Linked DNA regions of Xenopus laevis: region 2 is linked to region 1. Evidence: chromatin contacts called from public Hi-C data. All regions are on one chromosome and are shown on one strand. The core of a region is the stretch at or near the end of the contact, and the rest is flanking DNA. Distances in the headings are between cores, read along the strand shown.

Region 1 (5,151 bases), core at 1,351-3,850:
CCAGTAGTTGCGATCACATCTCTGCACGTCCTTTTCTATGCGATGAAGATTTATGGTGTACATGTCCAAGAGTTCTTGCTATGATTGAGCAGAAAATGCAGATAGAATAATTTAGAAAACTGGTGCTAAAATGAACACAAGTGACATTAACAAAGTGCCGTGTAGTTTTAAAGCCCAACTGGCACTCACAAATTAATTAAGATTCAAATAATTACTTTATCATCGAGATCTCTATGATCAAGGGGAGCATAGACAGACATCCCCTAAAGATGTCTCTTTCAGGTAATTGATTCACATTCTGTAATATTAAGCAGGATTGCAACCTAAAAAGTCCCTAGATATGGTGCATACTGGTGACAAAAATAAACAGTTGGCAGAAGGCTCTCAATATGTTACTAAAACTTTTCCAGTTTCTGTTAAATACTTACTGAATACGTCACTCCTGTTGAAGAAACAGGAGACATCTCACACACCGTAGCATCAATGACCACCAGTGAGTCAAGCTGTGGATATAAACTCTCCATCTCTGGTTCTTCAGACAAGTTATCTTCACTTCCTACTAGGCTCTCTTTATCTGCTTCACTGTCTGGCCACGCTTCTACAACAGAGAGCATAGCTGTCTCCTTGTCTGGCAGGAGATCGTCTGTGCTCTCAGTAATGGAAAGAAAATCATCCAGGCTCTCATTAGTGGTCACCTCTCCATCCAAGCTGTCCTGAATGGGAAGCACTTCTGCTGTCTTGTTATCTGGAAGGATAATATCTGAGGTGGTTTGTTTTTTTACCTCAGCAATCCCCTGTTTCATGTGCAAGTGCAGGGAGTTTTTGTTGGTCTCTAGAGAAGCATTGTCATCTGTGCTAAAACTATGTTCAGAATACCCAGAGGTAATGGAGAAATTTCGTGAAGAAGGATGACCTGAATCCGGAGAGCAGGTTCCATTAGCAACAGTTCCGTTAGATATCTTAGTAGGTTTGCTGTCCTCACTTCTGGCTTCTATTTGTTCTGCTTCTTCTACTGACTCAAACACCTGTGACAGAATTACACATATCTGTACTGATATTTCATTGTGTAAAACACACTACAAAAACAAATTCAGCTTATTAAATGAACAATGAAAACCACCAAAAGTAAACAACATCTACAACTGTAAAATGTACAGGGTCATGTTATCATTATGCAGCATCCAATGTCTCCTTATTGGCCCATATCAGAACTTAAAGTCTCACTAAATGATGTAGGACATCACAGGTCTAGTCACCTATAGCAACCAATCAGCAGGTAGTATCTACTGGTCATCAGGTTAAAAGCAAACATCTCATTGGTTGTTATAAGTTACTGAACCAAGATAAATGTGCTCCTTTTATTACATATGGGGTATGATCATATAAACACCTGTTAACTACAATCCTTCTGCACAAATAATGCAGCTAGTTTTAATTTTCATCAATTTTAATCTTTTTCAAAAAGAAAGCCTAGATGCGATTTAAAAAAGCATTCAAAATATTGTAGCTATACAAGATTTGGGCTTAGATAAGCAAAAGTCTTTTACTTCAGACTCCATAGGGGGAAAAAGTTGACGATACCTGTGTACTAGAGCTGGAATCACTCTGCAAGCGGGCATGATTTTGTCTATCGGAGCTGCAGCTTTGAGAGGACTGTGTAAACAAAAACAATCAATGAGTACACAAATCAAACTATAAAACTATATTGCTGTACTGGAGGGCCCACGCCTGCCACTGGACCATAAACCTCACAAACATATATACATAATAATATGAGTATGTATATTTGTTTGTGATGTCACTACAAGGAAAGGGTGGGTTTGAATCCACACATCCTTCAGTCAAGGATGTAGTAACATTAGGCTTGATAAAGGGTTTTTTGGCTAAATAAACCTTTTTGCACAACTACAACTCACACAGTGTGCTGCTGGTAATTCTTTTTGGCTCGTGTTTTTATATGGTCATGGAACTCCTCGGTAACTTATAATATCCTTATATTTTACAAGAGGGGGTACTTTATTTACTATATATTTGTGGCTAAAAAGGGTCACTAGCCCATCCAGTACAAGCAGAACTTAAGGAAAGGACAACATGAAATCCTCAACCCACATTTTTTAAAATATTTGCCAATAACTTGCTGGGACTTCCGGCATTACTTTATACATACATACGGCCAATTTATGAGAAAAATGTATATAAATATTTGATAATTGTAAATTGTTTATTTATAAACATGCCAAAAATACCAAAACCCAAACAAATAACATCAATATTTATTTTAACACTCTAAACCTATGTTCCACTGAACTGAATTGGGCACATTAAAAATAAAAAAAAAAGCAAAAGCAACTGTGGGGAAAACAACACAGGTTTATTGTGTATTTTACAACACAGTTATTTTACATAAAGCTACTTTTGTAAGCAACCATTACGGAGCTTTATAAAACTTGTTTTTACAGGTGCAAAGGGGTGTATAGCAGTCTTCTGATGGGAGGGAGAAGACTAATGATGTCTATTAAATACCTGTCTTATTGTGTGAACATGACACTCATGACATCTAAGGGGTAGTTGAGGTACTGCACAACTCAAAATCTTTATAGCACACAACTAATTGTGTCACATCCTGCCTGTGGCTTATTTACAGAGGAAGCAGACCCTGCGGCTGACTGGGGGGCCCAGGAAGTATAGGGGCCCCATGAGGCCAATTTCAATAAATATTATTAAAATAGGTCAATCTCTAGATATTTTGGAGGCCTGAAAAATAATCTGCTTTGGAGCCCAGTAATTTCTAGTTTCGCCACTGCATCCTGCATTTTTCTGATATCTTTAGTGAATAGTGAATTTATGGGCACTGTTGAATAGTTCAGTGTAAAAAATTAATTGCTTTATAAAGATGTTTACTTTTTTTTTTTTTTTAAAGGCAAAATTTTATTGCTTTACAACACATTAAACATAAAACAAAGTATATGCCGTAAATGTAGTTGAGTTACCATTACAGAGCTTGGAATAAAATTTGTACATACAAATTCGTGTAGTAATGTGATTGATACACTCAAGGTTTAAAACATAGTTCAAACAGCCGTACATTAAGGGTAAGGCCACACTAAGCGATAGCGCGGCGATTTGACTCGCGGCGACTTTTCGCCGCGACTTTTAATCCGCAATCGCTGGCGAAACTTTGGCGCTGGCGTCTATGGGGAATCGCGCAAAATCGCCAGTGTAAAAACACACGCGGCGATCTTTTTTCTATTGTCGCTCGAAATCGCCTAGCGAGGCGATTTCGAGCGACAATAGAAAAAAGATCGCCGCGTGTGTTTTTACGCAGCGATTCCCCATAGACGCCAGCGCCAAAGTTTCGCCAGCGATTGCGGATTAAAAGTCGCGGCGAAAAGTCGCCGCGAGTCAAATCGCCGCGCTATCGCTTAGTGTGGCCTTACCCTAAGATGTGAACATTGCCTCCTATACTCCTGTCATCAACAGATTGGGCAGTAGCATCAGGTTCTAGATAGAATTAAGGATTCATGCCTTTGACAGTAGAAACAAACGTTACTTTTCACGTTCGGGAGCCCAGACCACCAAGCCCCGCTTCCCACCACGGACTCCATATTTTCTCAAATCTCTTCAGTGAGCCTCTGGCTAGTAAGGTGAGTTTAATGAGAGGCAGATTCTGATTCACCAACGTTATCCAGTTTTGCACTGTGGGCGGTTGGGGACCCATCCATGCCATAGCAATTACTTTCTTAGCATAGTACAACAGTGTACGGTATCTAACTCTGGCATGATTAGTATATATGATGTCATCCATAACTCCTAAGATGCACACCTGTGGGGTCAGCAGCCAAGGGAAATCTAATTTATCCGCTAAAAAGATGTTTACTTTTTTAACTAAAATTCAGTTGTTTATAACTGCAGCTGGTGGCTTCATTCATTCACATAAAAACATCAACTTATTCATGTAGCACACGTTACATGGAAAAGGAGAGAGCCAGGTCTAAAACAGAAATGCCAAAGGTCAGACTCAAAGTTAGAGCATGATGAAGGTATTCAGAGTATTAGAGAATACCTCATTTTTAATTTTGGAATATGTTCCATTTACCACCACTCTTTTACGTATCTATCTTTGAGCCCGTTTTCTATCCAATTACAAATACAGGTATGGGATCCGTTATCCGGAAACCCGTTATCCAGAAAATTTCCGAATTAAGGAATGAACATCTCCCATAGACTCCATTATAATCAAATAGTCCACATTTTTAAAAAGGATTCCCTTTTTCTCTATAATAATAAAACAGTAGCTTGTACGTGATCCAAACTAAGATATAATTAATCCTTATTGGAAGAAGAACCAGCCTATTGTGTGTATTTAATGATGAAAAGTTAATATTTAATGTTTAAATTTTCTAGTAGACTTAAGGTATGAATGAAAGATCCATTATCCGGAACACCCCAGGTCCTGAGCATTCTGGATAACAGGTTCCATACCTGTACTATGTTCCAGGCCAATATTCCTTAGTTTAAACATTAACATTCTGGGTGGTACTGTATCAAACTCTTTAGTAAAGTCCATGTACATTACATCCAGTGCCATTACATAGTCAATGTTCCTGCTCACATCCTAAAAGCACGTCTTTTGTTACTTACCTCAATAACAACAATTCTGTCAAAGAACAAAGGTTTTGCTTTGCAACAACGTTCCTTGCAGGGGAATATACTGACATGTTTATTTATTAAGCAGCATTTTAAAGACTTCCCATTTTTATTTTGTGTTTAACCCTGTGAAAAGCATTTCCCACTTAATATGTTGCAGAGTTGTCCTTACTTTCAAAGTTTGCACGTCTAAAGTTTAGTGTTTTAGTTAACCCCTTATAGTGTTGTTTCTCCAACATAATCTCAAAGGAGACCATGTTATGATCACTATTCCCTAAATGCTCACCCATGCAATTGCTAGAGATGAGTTCATTATTATTAGTTATTACCAGGTCCAAAAGTGAGTTATTCCTAGCAGGTTCTTGAATGAGCTGAAATAAAAAGTTATCATTCAGCATATTTACAAACCTGTTAGCTTTTTCTGACTTGACAACCCCATTACCCCAGTCAATGTCTGGATAGTTGAAGTCACCCATAATAATAACTTGATTTAGTTGTGAAGCC
Region 2 (5,151 bases), core at 1,411-3,910, 110 kb before region 1:
TTGTATCCAAAGATAGCTGTCCCAAAGGCTTACTTTTCCATAAAAAGTTTCTTTATTTAAATTATCATTAAAAATTCAGTTACATACAGTCCCCCCAGGCCCACCTTACGCGTTTCGCACCCTCCGGCGCTTAGTCATAGGTGTATCTCAGATACACCTATGAGGGTGTATCACGGAGGGTGCGAAACGCATAAGGTGGGCCTGGGGGGACTGTATGTAACTGAATTTTTAATGATAATTTAAATAAAGAAACTTTTTATGGAAAAGTAAGCCTTTGGGACAGCTATCTTTGGATACAAGAAATTTTGATACATAAAAGCAAATGCCTGCGAGAACAGGGGAGACCAGAAACTTACACAAAGGAGCTGGTAATGGCAGACAGACATTTTGCTACAGATGCACTTAGTTTAGCTTTCTTCAAAGGGCAAGAATTAATCTAACAGCACAAAGGAAAAAAGTCAAGCAATTACAATTGGTTTGATTAAAGCATGCTTGCAAAGTTAACTGGCCCTTTAAACTCTGCACCATTAGAGGAACTGGTTTCAATTAATTATTGCCTTTATGCAAGGTGGAACTGTCTTGTTTACTCTGCTGTGCTGCAACTAGTTGGAATGCAGTGAGAAAGCTGCTGATGGCTGATGTAGTTCAACAACAGTCGCAGAGCCACGGCCAGCATACACTTCGTTGGCCAACAGCTGGTTAACATGATATAGCTTTTTTTATCCCCCCAGATAAATGAAGCTGTCTTTCTTTGAGAATGAGCTTGTGTATATGCTGGTCCTTGAGTATATGCTGGTCCTCCTGTATGTGATTTACTTTTATATACCTTTGTACAAAACAAGATGAAAGGCTTTCTGTTCTTTCTTTCCCAAATAGAAATCCCTTTTATCAGTGAAATTTGTTTTGGACACCAAATGCATGATGTCACTACCGACCAAGACATGTAAGGGTCATTTATCAACACTGGGCAAATAAACTTTTTTTTAAGCAAACTTCATACCTCCCAACATTTTGGAAGTAAAAAGAGGGACAACATTATTTTTTGCATGTAGTGCAGCAAATTTTTTGGGCCACACCCCTTTATGCGGCCACACCCCCTAATTACCATGTTCATTTTACAAAATTTGGCAGGTTATGAAAGTTTGAAAATATTTCTCCTTAGCTAAAGTTTTTTTTTGTGTCTCAAAATTGTTACAAAGTATCTTATTTGCACCTGTTGGCTGTTCTGTGTTCTCTGCTAAAAGCCAATTAAGTAAGAAACTTTGTTTCTTTTTCTGACTGTTCAATGCAGAGAAAATAGGGACTTTCCTGTACAAATGAGGGACGGCAGGTTGAGCTGACAAAAGAGGGACTGTCCCTCCGAAAAAGGGACAGTTGGGAGGTATGAAACTGCAAGAAGAATAATTAAAACAGAAATGTCACCGTTTCCCATGGGTTACTGGCCAGGTGCATATTTGCCTATTGTTGATAAATGAGCCCCAACATTAAGAAAGTTGCTGTGGAACTCTGTGATGGAGACAGGGGTGCAAGGGGTGGAAAGGAGATACATTTAATTTTAGAGAGCTCCTATCCAGAGGCAGACGGGTTTGGTGAAAAAGATAAATAAGGCACCGTCCTGTTTCCTGTACTGACAGATCCTGGATAAGCGATGTCATTGTATGTAGCACTAACAACATGCCATATTACACATCAGCTATAGGAAACCTGGGGTCCTCCAGTTGTTTCTAGCTGCCTGCAGTTGAAGCCAGTGGAAATACCGGCTATAGATTTATCCTGGCGGCTCTCCAAATAAATACCTTTCCTTTATTCTTTGTAATTTTAAAGAATGATCCAAAAAAAGACACTTGTAAAATAGCAGCAACTGAGAGCCCCCCCCCGTGTCACTCATTATACTGTAGTTCTTCTACTATCAAACATCAAGCATTCTATGAACCAATTTAAAGGAAAATATAAGAAAAAGTGTAATGTTCTAGCACAAGTCAAAGAAGCCATTAGAGCTAATGTTTCTAAAGTATTTGCAAAGCAGTAACTCACCCAGACTGTCCCAAAAAATTTAAAGCAGTGTGACAGGTAGTAATAGTCCATGTTGCAGATACTAGTTGCAGTTGCTCATCCTGGGTGCCTTGTCGTTATTAGCCCCACCGCACTAAGTACTCAGACGGACATCAATAATTTACATGTTCCTCATCACAACGAGGGAAGCTTCCTCTTTCATCAGCAAGGTTACACGTAGGGGATTAGCCAGTCATACGAGACAACAGGCTGGGTAAAAACTTGCAAGTGGAACTTTTACTGACTGCGTACACATTAGCCGAGGTGCACTGAAACAGCTCTGGGAGGTGGATGTATTCATATTTATATCAACTGAGTGGGACATTGCGGGGTATTACTATTTATACTTCTGGAGTAATGCTCCTATCATTTGGATAGAAAAAAACACTGTAAACATATTGATTTCATGGTGTCTCTTTCTCTTGTACTGCCAGCATGCTTACAGTCTAGCAGCCAAAAAGCAGTTTAGATCAGTACCTAGAATAATAAACAGGCGCCCCAGGGTAAAGGCATTAGCATCTATATTATAGTGTCTGCTGTTTCACATACAAATGTAAATGGATAAGAGCAGCTGATTCAGCACCATCCTGTTCTACATTCACACCCAAATAGGGATCTCAATGTGCAACACCAAGAAACTGAAACGTCCTAAGCATTCAGCCTTATGGCACCTCAGATGGGGATGTGGAATTAGATATGTAAATTCAGCTTTTTCACTTTTTCTAAATAAACATGTCTCTATGGCTTGCACTTTCCATTCCCTATCTATGTTGCCCCATGTTCTTTTTACTAGCTTGTGGATCTACATACAGAGTGAACCTCAACACTGATGGAACGGGGAACAGCAGCAAAATGCTGGTGTGCTATTAGATGTATTTATCCTTTTTTTTCATGTTAACACTTACATAAATACAAGACATACATAAATAGAATATTTACATATTAACCACTGTATAACAGGGAACAAATCACCAGAACATTCCTATCACTTTGCTTAGGACAATGTAGCCACCATGTAAAATAACCTAACATAAATACTGCGTCAATATACAGTTTGTTTAGACAAGTGTAAACTATTGTATAGACTGTGATGAAAGAATATTCAGACTACTGTGGTCATAAAATATTCCCTACTTAGGGAAATAAGCAATACAGGCATGGGACAGGTTATCCAGAATGCCTGGGATTTTCTGGATAACAGATCGTTCCGTAATTTGGATCTTCATACCTTAAGTCTACTAGAAAATCATTTAAACGTTAAATAAATGCAGTAGGATTTTTTTTGCCTCCAATATGGTTTAGTCAGGTCAACTTAGATCAAGTAAAAGGTACTGTTTATTATTAAAGATAAAAAGGATTTTTTTTTTTAAATGTAATGATTTGGATGAAATGGAGTCTATCGGAGATGGCCTTCCCAAGATTTAGAGCTTTCTAGATAACTGGTTTCTAGATAACGGATCCCATACCTGTACTGTAGATATTATGTATATGTATGTGCTGAATATCAAAGAACACACTCTGTACTATCTGATTGTGGCATAACCAGATGGTGTATGTGTGAAACGGAGCCATGTTCTTGCTTCTCACCTTATTTACATGCTTCTATAGCAAAGGTCTAGCAACAACTATAACAAACTGATTTTTTTTTTTTTTTTTTTTAATAAAGATAACTAAAAGTCATCATCAATTAAACCCATACACATGTATAATGTAAGAATCTCCAAATGAGCTTATTTAATTCCTTAGGCTACGAACACACGTGGATACGTGCAGCGTTTTCAGCAAGCTTCACACTGCTAGCTGACCGCAGAGTAAAATCCGCTAGCGTAGCATGTCATTGCCGAAGGTTGAAACCGCAAGCGTTTTTACGCATCGGCCATTTTTTTTTTTTTAAAGAACCTCGGCGCGGACCATGCCGAAAAGGCAGCAAAATGTGTGTCCGTAGCAATTTGATTTATATGAATGTATATTAATATACAATTCGCAAAAGCCATGAATATCTTGTAAATGATATCATTATAAACGATGAGTAGTGATGTCACCAGTTATAAACGGTGAGTAGTGATATCATTTGTCACATAACTCACTGAAACTTGTGTATTATAAAGTACCCCCTATTGCAAAATATGAAGATATTAGAAGTTACCTCGGAGTTCCATGACCTGTATAAAAACACTCAGCTTCGTGCTTTTATATGATCATGAAACTTCTCGGTAACTTATAATATCCTTATTATTTACAAGAGTACAAGGGTACTTTATTCACTATATAATTATACAGACCACTAAATAACCCATTATTTTAAGCCAATTAACATAGGCCTTCCAATGCTATGTTTACTAGCATCTTCTAGTTATACTTGTTTAGCTCAAGCTTTATTATGGCAATTAAGTTAATAGAAATGTTTACTGCACTTTTGACATAAGCACCTTTGGCAACAATAAAAACATTAAGCAGAAATGTATGTTTTGGATTAGGCACATATTTAACCAATGACATTTCCTTAAAAAAGGTACCCTAGCACAAAATAAGCTTTTTCTGCTTTGTCAGCAATAAACAGATTATGTAGCTTCAGATTGTGAGCTCTTTGCTCCCCATATATGACTTTTGATGTTAAGAGTCTATATTAGAATGGTAAATACATAGTTTTATTTTCTTATTAGGGCATGGTTTACCTTGCCTTAAATTTGACCAGCTGACCCTGTGGAAATCAACAGTCAGTTTGGATGACTTTTAAAACTATATAATTACTGCAGCAATGAAATTACTGTACTCTATACTGATTTACATGGTGCAGAAGACGATGGCTACTATTTCCCTGCAATATCTACTCATAACCCACAGATGGCAGCAAAGGTATGTTCTATAGACAATGCTGAACAAAAAAAAAAAAAGAGATAGGATTGTTCACTGTTATTAAAGTTGACTTTTATAGCACCAACATTTTCCACAGAGTTATATAATATAATGAAGCTATAGCGCACCCTGCGATTGAAAGCTTACAATTGCAAGTCTACAGTGATGTGATGTGCATCTCTGCTTTCTTTCTCAGAGTGATATAGGATATATATATATATATATATATCAAATACATATACA

What was found. A called contact is a pair of places that touch in the nucleus more often than the background predicts.
Region 2: a contact with region 1 is called in a Hi-C map of the XL177 cell line, with 4 times the contacts expected there. A contact is called at or near these places in 2 of 4 Hi-C or Micro-C datasets (the XL177 cell line and the XTC cell line).

The regions. Positions count from the first base shown.
Region 1 is chr1L:159,746,285-159,751,435 of Xenopus_laevis_v10.1, reverse strand. LOC108715673 (small G protein signaling modulator 1) reads right to left here. Exons shown (of 25, transcript XM_018261064.2): 18 at 1,582-1,653; 19 at 429-1,025; 20 at 1-78. Among protein-coding and RNA genes, the nearest start is that of tmem211.L, 33 kb to the left of the region's middle.
Region 2 is chr1L:159,861,235-159,866,385 of Xenopus_laevis_v10.1, reverse strand. The region is part of intron 5 of LOC108715698; the gene reads right to left. Among protein-coding and RNA genes, the nearest start is that of LOC108715698, 56 kb to the right of the region's middle.